Regions from separate parts of the Capra hircus genome. Here region 1 is linked to region 2. Evidence: chromatin contacts called from public Hi-C data. All regions are on one chromosome and are shown on one strand. Each heading gives the region's core, a stretch centred on a gene start, on an enhancer-like site or on the middle of the called end of the contact. The rest is flanking DNA. Distances are from core to core; before and after follow the strand shown.

What was found. Hi-C and Micro-C count contacts between places; a contact is called where the count stands out from the background.
Region 1: a contact with region 2 is called in a Hi-C map of blood, with 5 times the contacts expected there. The contact joins the promoter of LOC102180196 here to the enhancer-like site in region 2. A contact is called at or near these places in 2 of 5 Hi-C or Micro-C datasets (both in blood).

Annotation. Positions count from the first base shown.
Region 1 is chr29:45,089,621-45,095,140 of ARS1.2, forward strand. LOC102180196 (RNA-binding protein 4B) reads right to left here and starts at 1,541. Exons shown (of 3, transcript XM_018043083.1): 1 at 1,367-1,541; 2 at 283-706. The coding sequence starts at 694.
Region 2 is chr29:44,852,132-44,857,359 of ARS1.2, forward strand. No RefSeq gene overlaps it. Among named protein-coding and RNA genes, the nearest start is that of NPAS4, 10 kb to the right of the region's middle. Within about 2 kb of position 1,505, at least 1 of the 5 cell types and tissues checked has an H3K27ac peak or open chromatin away from gene starts, as enhancers often do.

The DNA of each region.
Region 1 (5,520 bases), core at 291-2,790, 240 kb after region 2:
AGATTAAACTTCCTACAGCACCCAAATGAATGACACTTGCAGGAAAAAGTGACCTACCGTTTGTGATTCTACAAAGTTGTTGAGAAACATCTTGGCAAATCTGAAAAGGAGAAGTGTGTGCTTCTCCAAGAGTTGTGTTTAAGCATGGTAAACATACACTCGTTCTATTATCTCCAGCTCAAGTGGAACGGAAGACATCACCCTGCCAGCCCCATGGTCCTCTGTTCTTGTCTACACCTAGACCCCACTCGGTTTTGCCACCCAAGCCCCAGAGCAGTTCACCTTGAAACTCTGTGTTGTCAAGGCCCCTGATGGCCTCCACTGCATCCTCAGCCCGCTCCATGTGTACAAAGGCATAATCTTTCACGATGTCACATTCGATGACTGGACCGTACTCCTCAAACTTGGCCCGGAGCTCTTGGTTGGTACAGGTAGGACTGATGTTGCCTACATGCAACTTGGTTGAAGCTTTGCTCTTATTCTTGCTGGCTTCCACGTTGATGTTCACCCCGTGCAGCTTGTAGTGGTGCAGGTTGCGGATGGCATCCTCGGCCGCCGTCTTGTCCTCTATGTGCACAAAGCCGTAGTTCTTAATGATGTCACATTCCAGCACCTTCCCATACTGCTCGAAGAGCGAGCGGATCTCCTGCTCTGTGGCCTCCCGGGGCAGGTTTCCGATGAACAGCTTCACCATTCTGACAAGAGCCTGAAAGAGAAGAAAGGAGATTTTCAGAAGTTAGAGGCGAAAGTTTCAATGCACTGCATTTCGGATTAATCCTCCCAAGTTCTTGGCACCTTCAAGATGCTCTCACAGACGCTCCTTCTTTTTTCAGTAGCGGGAGAAAGGTTAGCTCTTAAGGAGTAGTGTAAGCTGTGTGTAACACGCGAACGGATCGGTTGCCAGCATGCACTGCATAGTCCCTCGTGAAATAAGGCGCCCTTTCAGTAACAGGATTAGCTTGAAATACTCCTGTTCGGGGGCAAGTAAGAGAAGAATCCAAACGAGGGGGAAGAGGCATATATCTAACTGTCCCTGGTAACAAGGTTTTGGAGGGAAATCTGTGTACCTCTCTTCCGTGAAGCATCACCGTTCAAAATACTTTTACGAATAAAAAGGCCCCCTTTGCCCCAATTGGGACCCCCACCCCCGCCCTGGCGACCCAACTCCAGTGCCTTTTCCCCAACAAAGACTCGACTCGACCCCTGCCCCGCCCCCTCCGGAGACCCGGCCCCGCCTCCTCCCGTTGTCTTCCCCGGACTTCCCGCCCCAAGAGAAGAAACCCAAACCCTGGGCCATCCCCGTCCGCCAGAGGCCAGGCCGGCCCGGCTCTCGGGCTCCCCACACGCCCACGGATACCTTGCGCACCTCCGGGTGGCAGCAGCGCTGGCGGCGGCTCCCGCGTCAGAGAGAACCCTACAAAATGGCGACGGCCGCTCAAACCTCGGCGCGACCGGGCCTTTCTCGCGCGCCACCTGACGCACGCGCGAGTGCGCGCTGCCCACCCCCTCCTCACCCTCGCGGGAGCCAGGCGACCAATCCCGCGGCCGCGTACAAATGGCTGCCCCGGGCTCGGCTCCCAGTCGCCCCGATAGGGGGCGGGGCCCGCTGTTGTCGGCGCGGCGGAGCGGAGGTCAGCCCGCCCCCTGGCCCGGCTAGCCAATCAACACCTTGGACGGTGGTGTGGGTGGGGGTCGGCGCTCACGCGTCAGAAGGCTCTGGACGCAACCACTGCCTTGGTGAAATCGGAAGCCCGGGAGTCACAGTGGATCATAATGGATCCATTCACAATGGATCGTGCTATTGGGCAGTGTCGGGGGGCGGAGGTGGGGAAGGACGGCCGCTGCTGATGACAAAGGGTTATCCCACTGAGTCCCCGAAAAGCGGGTTTTCTTAGCAATCGGCCAGCCCCTACGGTAGCTTGGGGCAACATTTTAGGAATACAGGTGGGCCACATTTCAAGCAAACCTGGCCTTTTATTTTTTTTTGGTAGCGCTTTATAACATAATTCAAAATATTTTAATTGAAAACATGTACTTCATTGGTGAGGAAACAGAACCGAAGATGGCAGAGCTGAGATAGCTCGTAGAGGCATTCTATCCAGGTTACACTCAAATCAGTTGGGTTTTGTTTGTCACATATACACGAAGGCTGGTTTTCTCTCCCTAGCTAGAGAATTAAGCTCTAATTATATGTCCTTAACAGTTCCCGATTCTTGGGAGCACACCAACGAATGCTTGGTGTAGAGGACCAGAGAGGTTTCTTGTTTTGGGGACAGGCCAGGGTCTCCACCTCCAGACCAAGCTGCTGGAGGACAGGGCAACTGACCAGGGCATTTTCCAGCTTTCAGAATTCAACTGTGGTCCAAGGGCACCTCCTGCTGGCAAAAAGGAAGTTACTAAGGGGGTTTATCACTCACTGTCACCTTTGGACAAAGAATAGACGTTTATGGAGATTGATGGACTTAGCTTATCTCCAAGTAGAGCATGCCAGGATGTTTGGTCCATCACCATTCCTCCTTGGTATCTTTTCTGATACTATCAGGCACAAACTCTGCATGCCGTCCTCTTCCTCTTCAGCTACTTGGTTACATTTCTTTTACTGAATTCTTTGTTGTCCACCAATTTCAGAAGAGGCACTGTCCCAGTTCTGATAACACTCATGCTTATCTCCCACCTAATTCTATTTAACCCTCCCATTCCCTTCTTCTCTTGGTCATTTCCCAGTTTCTCTCTATAGTCAGACTTTTAAAACACCAGCGAGGGACCCCTTTGCCCATTTCTGAAATAGTTTTTACTCATCTTTGCTATTAGTTTTTCTAACTTGGATTTCTTCCCAGTGTTTCAGGGTGGATTTTTGCAAACAGTGTGAACCTGCTGTTGCCCACCTTTATGCCTGTGTTTTGGGTTCTATCTTCCTCTCCAATTGCGCAAGTTTTCTGAGGTTACCAAAACTAATATCCTCTTAACAGTTTGCACCCCTCTAAAATTTTTCGTTCGTTCACCATCCTTTCCTCCTGTGTTTTTATACTGTTTCTCCTCATAGCTCTAACCATACCATCCCATCTTCTCCCCCATCTATTTCCCTATTCTTATCTATTCCCTTTTACCTCCCCTTCGCTTTCCCTCACTTTTTGAAAATGAAAGTCGCTCAGTCGTGTCCGACTCTTTGCAACCCCATGGACTATACAGTCCATGGAATTCTCCAGGCTAGAATACTGAAATGGGTAGCCGTTCCCTTCTCCAGGGGATCATCCCAACCCAGGGATCGAAGCCAGGTCTCCCGCATTGCAGGCAGATTCTTTACAGCTGAGCCGCAAGGGAAGCCCTCGTAGGCAACCATTAAATGAATTTAGAATGTATTATTTTGTGTTCTTGCAAGATATATATTTTTTTAAATTGAAGTATATTTACCATGTCGTGTTAGTTTCTGGTGTACAGCAAAGTGATTCAGTTGTACATATACATATACTCATTTTCATATTCTTTTCCATCATAGGTTATTACAAGCTCTTTATTTATTTGTCTTAGTTGTGGCATGAAGGATCTTTTTAGTTGGGGCATGGAAATGTTTAGTTGCAGCATGTAGGATCTTGTTCCCTGACCAGGAATGGAACCCAGGCCCCCTCAATGGAAGCTCAGAATCTCAATCACTGCACCATCAGGAAAGTCCCTACAAGATATTGAATATAATCACCTGTGCTATACCTTAGAACCTTGTTGTTTGTCTATTTTATATATAGTAGTTTGCATCTGCTATTCCCGAACTCCTAATTTTTCCTCCCCTATCTTCCTCTTTGGTAACTATAAGTTTGTCTTCTGTAAGACATGTTTTTTTAATGCACATTTGCTTTTTCCATTACAAAAAATGTTTCATTGTGGACATTTTCAAAAAGGCACAAATAAAGTATATTATGAAATCTTCTGGGCCCCTTACTCAGCTTTGACAGTTATCAACATTTGCTCATCTTATTTCATACAGCCCCTTTGCTTTGTGTGTGTGCATTGGGGCTAGAGTTCTTTTTAAGGCAAATTCCAGTCATAATGTCGTTTCACCTATAAGTTTCTCACTAACTGCCTCTAAAAAATCAGCTCTATGCGATGCTAATATCATGTGATATTGGTATTTAAATTTCTACTGGATTGTCCCAAGTATCTGTTTTTACATCTGGTTTCTCCTAATATGGATCTAAACAAAGTCCACCCTTGTTCATTTGGGTAAATGTTATTTGGGTAAATTAATTTATGAAGATGTTTATGTAAATTGTGTTGTATAGCTCATTGTTTCTTACTTTTTTCACTAAGCACTATGTAGTTCTTGTTGTTTGGTCAGTAAGTCCTGTGTCTGACTCTTGCAACCCCGTGGACTGTAGCCCACCAAGCTCCTCTGTACATGGGATTTTCCAGGCAAGAATACTGCAGCAGGTTACCACTTCCTTCTCCAAGGGGATCTTCCCAACCGAGGGATCAAACCCATGTCTCCTTACCACTGAGCCACCAGGGAAGCCCTAAGTTTTTGTGTGGTATCTAACTGCTGAGCAATACTCCACAGTGTGCAGCCACCATATTTTATCTATCTCCCAGCATAGGACACTCAGGTCGCCTCTAACTCCTTATTCTTATTATAAATAAGCTTGCAGTTGACATCCTTATGTTAATTATGTGTACCCTAATAGATTGGTGTGAAAATTTGAGGGGAGTTAGGACTGGGATGGAATTTCTGGGTTGCTGAGTCATAGGGTATACATTAAATTGTTACCAACCAGGGTTCTTGACTTTCTCCAGTCAATAGAAATTGATCAGAGGCCAGACAAGAAATTCAGGCAAGACTCTACTGGGGCCCCTGTTGCAGCAGCGGGGAAGTGAGAACAAACAGGTCCCCTTGCTGGCTTGCTCCCCAAGGAGGTGCAAGCTTGCTCTTTATATGGGGTGAGGGTAGGGGTGTGTCCAGGGGTTGGGTTGGAGGGGTGGCTTAGGTGTTTTGCCCCTTCCTTAGGTGGTGGTGAGTGCAGGGAGCATGCGCAGTAGCCTGCTTTTGCTTTTTGCTTCAGGCACTTCAAAAGTGGCAGTTGTGTTTTTTGGTCTCTTTGTATCTTTGGTCCAGAATTTGCCCAAATTGCGCATGCACGCAGTTATTTTTAGTGTCATCTGAGGAGAGTTGTGTCTAGGCACAAGCACTGTAGCACTGCAGCAAAAGGTCCCAGATCCCAGGACTGTCTCAGAACTACCTTGACCAAGTAGTGTCAGGTTGTCCTCTGGAAACCAGTCTACCTCCCACCCGAGGGATCCTGCATCTCAGTGTCTCTTTGACATTATCCAGTTTTCTAATTTTTGCCAGGTATAAAATGGTATATCATTGTTGCTTTAATTTGCATTTCTCTCATTACTAATGATCCTAAACATCTCTTGTTTCTCTCAAGTTTGGGAGGTTTACTCTTCTGTAACTTTAAATCACTGCAGATGGTGATTGCAGCCATGAAATTAAAAGACGCTTACTCCTTGGAAGGAAAGTTATGACCAACC
Region 2 (5,228 bases), core at 255-2,754:
TGGAAAATCCCACGGACAGAGGAGCTTGGTGGGCTGCAATCCATGGGGTCATAGTCAGGCATGACTGAGCGACTAACACTTTCACTTTCTTGTGGCTCAGCTGGTAAAGAATCCACCTGCAATGCGGGAGACCTGGCTTCAATCCCTGGGCTGGGAAGATCCCCTGGAGAAGGGAAAGGCTACCCATTCTGGCCTGGAGAATTCCATGGGCTATATAATCCATAGCGTCATAAAGAGTTGGACACGACTGCGTGACTTCCACTTCACTTCATTTGTTTTACATATTGTATGTTTCGCTAGTACTCTGTCCATTTGTCCCACTCTCTCCTTCCCCGGCTGCGTGCATAAATCTGTTCTCTATATCTGAGTCTCTATTCCTGCCCTGCAAATAGGTTCATCAGTACCATTTTTCTAGATTCCACATATACGATATCTGTTAATATACGATATCTGTTTTTCTCTTCTGACCTACTTCACTCTGTATAACAGGCTCTAGCTTCATCCACCTCGCTAGAACTGATTCGAATTCATTGCTTTTATGACTGAGCAATATTCCCTCGCGTATATGTACTACAACTTCTTTATCCATTCATCTGTTGATGGACATCTAGATTGCTTCCGTGTCCTGGCTATTGTAAATAATGCTGCAATGAACATTGGGGTGCACGTGTCTTTCAGAATTGCGATTCCCAGGGTATAGCCCAGTAGTGAGATTTCTGGGTCAGATGGTCATTTTATTCCTAGTTTTTAAAGAAGTCTCCATACTATTCTCCATAGTTACTCCACGCTGTTCTCTGTAGTGGCTTCACTGGGGTCTTGAAGACTGAGATCTTTTATGCTCTTCCCCTCACAAACGGCAGAGGGCGACATAGACGGCGAGACCCCAGCCACAGCACGCCAGACGCAGCGACATTACCCGCCACGCGGTGGCGCTAAGCCACACGATGTCCGATTTTCCGCAGAGTTTGGGGCGCAGAAGAGAGGTGACGGAGTGAGAGGGTAGATGAGGGTAAAGGGGAACCCTGGGAGCCTAGGACGTCTGAACCAAAGGATCAGAGGTCCCTGAATGGACTGAGTAGAGCCCGCGTTCCCAAGACATAGTAGAATCAGTAGGGAATGAATGGGTCTTGGAGTCGTTTGAATACGAGGGCGCCCCCTTCCTCCCCGCGCCGGGTCTGCAGCCCCATTCCTGGCGCAGTTTCTCCGCCTGGACGCCTGAGAGACCGAGTGCGCGCGCTCCTCCCTACTTCGCTGTAGCTCATTCATCTGCGGCCGCGGCACGCCGTTGCCATGGAGACCTGATGCAGGCGGTGGGGAGGGAGGCCCCGGGTGACGTCTGCGATGCTCGCAGCTCATCTCTCGCGGCCTCCCAGTTCTTGCCTATTTTGGAAGAGAGCCGCAGCCCTTCTGCTGATGCGCGCGCGCTGGCGCCTTTTAAAGGCAACCGGCGGAGTGGCGGCTCAGCCAGAGCCCGAGAACTGCCCCCGCCCCCGAGCCATGAGCCCCGGGGCCTGGGCCCGGGGAGCCTCAGGGGCCGTGCCCCACCCCCTCCCCAATCTTAGCGCCCTCAACCCACTTTGGGGACATTCCAACCTTGGAGAAAGGAGGGCCTGCCCTTGCCTCTCCCCTCCCGCCCCGCCCCTCCACTCTCCATCTCCCTCCAACAGGCAGACTCTCCTTCCATAGGAGCCTTGGAAGGAAAGAAAACGCCAGGCCTAGAGCGTATGAGGATCCTCTCTGGACAAGGCCACTGAGTGAAAATGCCAGGTGAGGACTTCGCTGCTGGCTGGGCCACCCTGGGTCTCTGAAGACCCATGCTCCCTCCAGCTGCCTTCCTTAGTCTTTTTCTCCTTGGGGACAGCCTGGGGTCAGGTTAGGATCCTAGCTGGAAGGACCCTCAGCAGTTTCTCCAACCCTCTCATTAAACTGAAAGAGAAATAGGCCCAGGGAAGTGTAGAGACTTGCCCAAGGTCACATGGCATGTTCCTGGATGACATGGGCCAGAGCCCAGGGATGGTGACTTCCTAGCCAAAGTCGTTTTCCCTGGGGCTTAATGTTGAAAACAGCTGGCATGGTGTGCCAGTCTCCAGTTCCTGCCCTGTACCCAACCGAGGGAACAGACGAATCTCACGGCAGTAGCATCAGCTGCTTCGTTTTCCCAGCAGAGTCCAGACCTAGGTAGACTTTCTGGATGGATGATTACTTTGGACAAGCTTCTGGATCCTGTGGACTCCATGACCAAATAACCAGGTGGCTGCTTACAAACATCTACTGCCATCAGAAGCTTCTGGAAACCCACCAGCTCTTTGGAACTTTCTGGAGCCAGGCCTTCTCCATACTGCTTACAGCTGGCTTCTGGGTGGAGGCGTGGCCTGCAGGCTCTGGCTGGGGTCGCCAGAGCCCTGTGGACCCAGCTCTTTGAACTCCTCCCACCCAATCCTGATGATGCCTACATTCTCTCTGCAACCCCTGCAGGGGTGTTTGACCACGACTCACTGAAGACAGCTGTGAAGTACTTGACCATGTCCAAGTATGCATGAAACTGCATAGGTTCCAGACATCTCTGGGCCCCTACTCTGGACCAGGGCTGGGGACCCAAAGGTGGGTATGATCCAGCCCTATAGCGGGCACCAAGTCTGGCAAAGGAAAGAGGTTCATGTTCTGGAGAAGTTAGCCCTGGACTTAAATGGTTATTCCAAGGGGCATCCGTTGTCAGGGCCACACCTTCAATGCACAGAAGGGGAAACTGAGGCAGCCCTCCAAGAGATGTTATTTGCCAAGGTCACGCAGCAAGTCAGTGTGCTGTTGAGACTAAGACCCAGAACCCTGCCTCCTGACCCAGGCTCTCTCTCTCTCTGCCTTGATCTCAGAGACCAGCCTTTGAGAGGTGCTCGGAAGGTCATTGTGCTGTGACTCAGGTTCCTGGTTCAGGCTCCCAAGGATGGGCTGTGTCACTCAGGCTACTCCATTCTCTGCATGAGGCCTGAGTTGCTCCAGGGGGATGATCTCTGAGGGGCCCTCTGAGCCTGGGCCTGGGATCCTCTGAGCAGGGTCCCTTGCCAGGTTGTGGACACTCTCCGTGATGGCCTGCGGGACACTTCTAGGGGAACTTTCTTCCTCCCACCAGACTAAAGCTAAACAACACCGGAAGTAGTTGCTTCAACCACAGGCTGTGCTGACCACCCAAGGATGACCTGGGGTCTGTTTTACACCCCTTGGAACCTATCGGATCCCCCAACGGTGAGTCCCCTGGTGCTCTTAGCACAGGCCTGTGAGAATGGCCCCTGGTGGATTGGGTTTGAAGAAGGAAAACCATACCAGTACTTGGGTCCACCTCCCTTGCCCCGCTATATCCACAGGGGCCAGGTCTGCAGGGCCCAGCATGGCCCTGATCATCCAGGGCCAAGGACTCAGTCCTCTGGGAGACATCAGGTCCACTCAGACCCTGGCCCTGGGCACATGGGCTCATCCCCACCTGAAGCTGTGTCTCAGGGCAGCAGCATTGGACTTGTAAAGCCAGAGAGGCACCGGCCAGCTGGGCCCTTGGCCCAGAGATGCTCAGAGTGCCAGAGATGGGAAGGCCCTTCCAAGCCAAGGGGTTCAACCCACTCACCTGTCATTTTGCAAATAGGGGAACTAATGGGGCATATATAACACCCCAGTAGGCTGGTGATGGAGCTAGGACTGAACCCATGTCTCTAGACCCTCCTGTCCAGGACTCTTTCCCCTGCATCAAACATGATCCACTGAGATCTACACTGAGCCCACCTCCAATTCATCCCAGACCTTCGAATCCTTGGAGAAGGCTCCTCCAGCCCACCCTTGTCTGCACTGGGTGAGTCAGGAGCCTTCTCCTCAACAAGGTGGTCCTTTCTCCTAAAGCTTTCTGGTGTCCCCTCCCCATTCATCTAGGGCTCATCTTTTCCTGGTTCCAGAAGCTTCTCTGTCAATAGACCATAACTGCTGCTACCCGCTTCTTGCCATGGTTTGACCAACTCCCTGCAGTTCCAGGTTTCCAGGGGGTGGGGGTCATCATTCTTTCCGCTCTGGGGTGGTCTCCTGATTGCTCCTAGGGCTTCTCTGCTGCCACTGGCCTGGGCCCAGACCTACTGCTCTTCCGTGGTCACCCCAGCCTTGAATCCCATCAGTTTCTCCTGAGACTTCATGGGACACTCCCTGCAGACTTGCTTTCTGCTGAGCCCAGGTTCCAGAGGAAATAACAATAGCCTGGGTGTCACTGGGCCCCTGTGAGGTGTGTGAATGAGCTAACACATGATTAGGTATGTAAGGCATAGGTAAGGGTGAGCACTGAAGAACTGATGCTTTTGAACTGTGGTGTTGGAGAAGACTCTTGAGAGTCCCTTGGACTGCAAGGAGATCCAACCAGTCCATTCTGAAGGAGATCAACCCTGGGATTTCTTTGGAAGGAATGATGCTAAAGCTGAAACTCCAGTACTTTGGCCACTTCATGCGAAGAGTTGACTCATTGGAAAAGACTCTGATGCTGGGAGGGATTGGGGGCAGGAGGAGAAGGGGACGACTAAGGATGAGATGGCTGGATGGCATCACTGACTCGATGGATGTGAGTCTGAGTGAACTCGGAGTTGGTGATGGACAGGGAGGCCTGGCTGCAGGGAGGAGTGCTGCGATTCATGGGGTTGCAAAGAGTTGGACACGACTGAGCGACTGAACTGAACTGAACTGAAGTGTCAAATCCATAAACTCTCATGTTACAAGATGCATGAGATGATAACAAGGAAACCCTTGAACCTGGAGCCTACAGTGGCCTAGGCATCTGTGGGGAGAAGAGGTGTGAGGCCCAGGAGGACCTTTAGTAACAGGGAGAGATGGCAGCCATGAGGACCTTAAGCTGGGGAAGAACACGGTCAAGTTGACTTCCAGGAAAACGGCAGGGAGAACTTGGTCACTGAGCGCAGCCAGGGCCTCTGTCCTTGAACCTGCTGAGCTGTGCAGGGGCCAGCCCAGGGAAGGAGTGCACTGGGACCAACAGGAGCCCCAGGAGGACTTTGTGTGCCTCCCTAGACCTCTCCAGGCCTCTAACTGTCATCTCCTCTGCTTCTCCTTGAAGCTGTTGCAGCCCCCAGCCTGCCCCACCCCAGCCGGTGCTCTCAGACCCAGCTGAGCCAAGGCTGTGAAGATCCGGGGGGTGCCCAGGCCCTGCCCCCACACCCACGCTGCCAGGGCACATGCCACCTCCAGAACCGGCC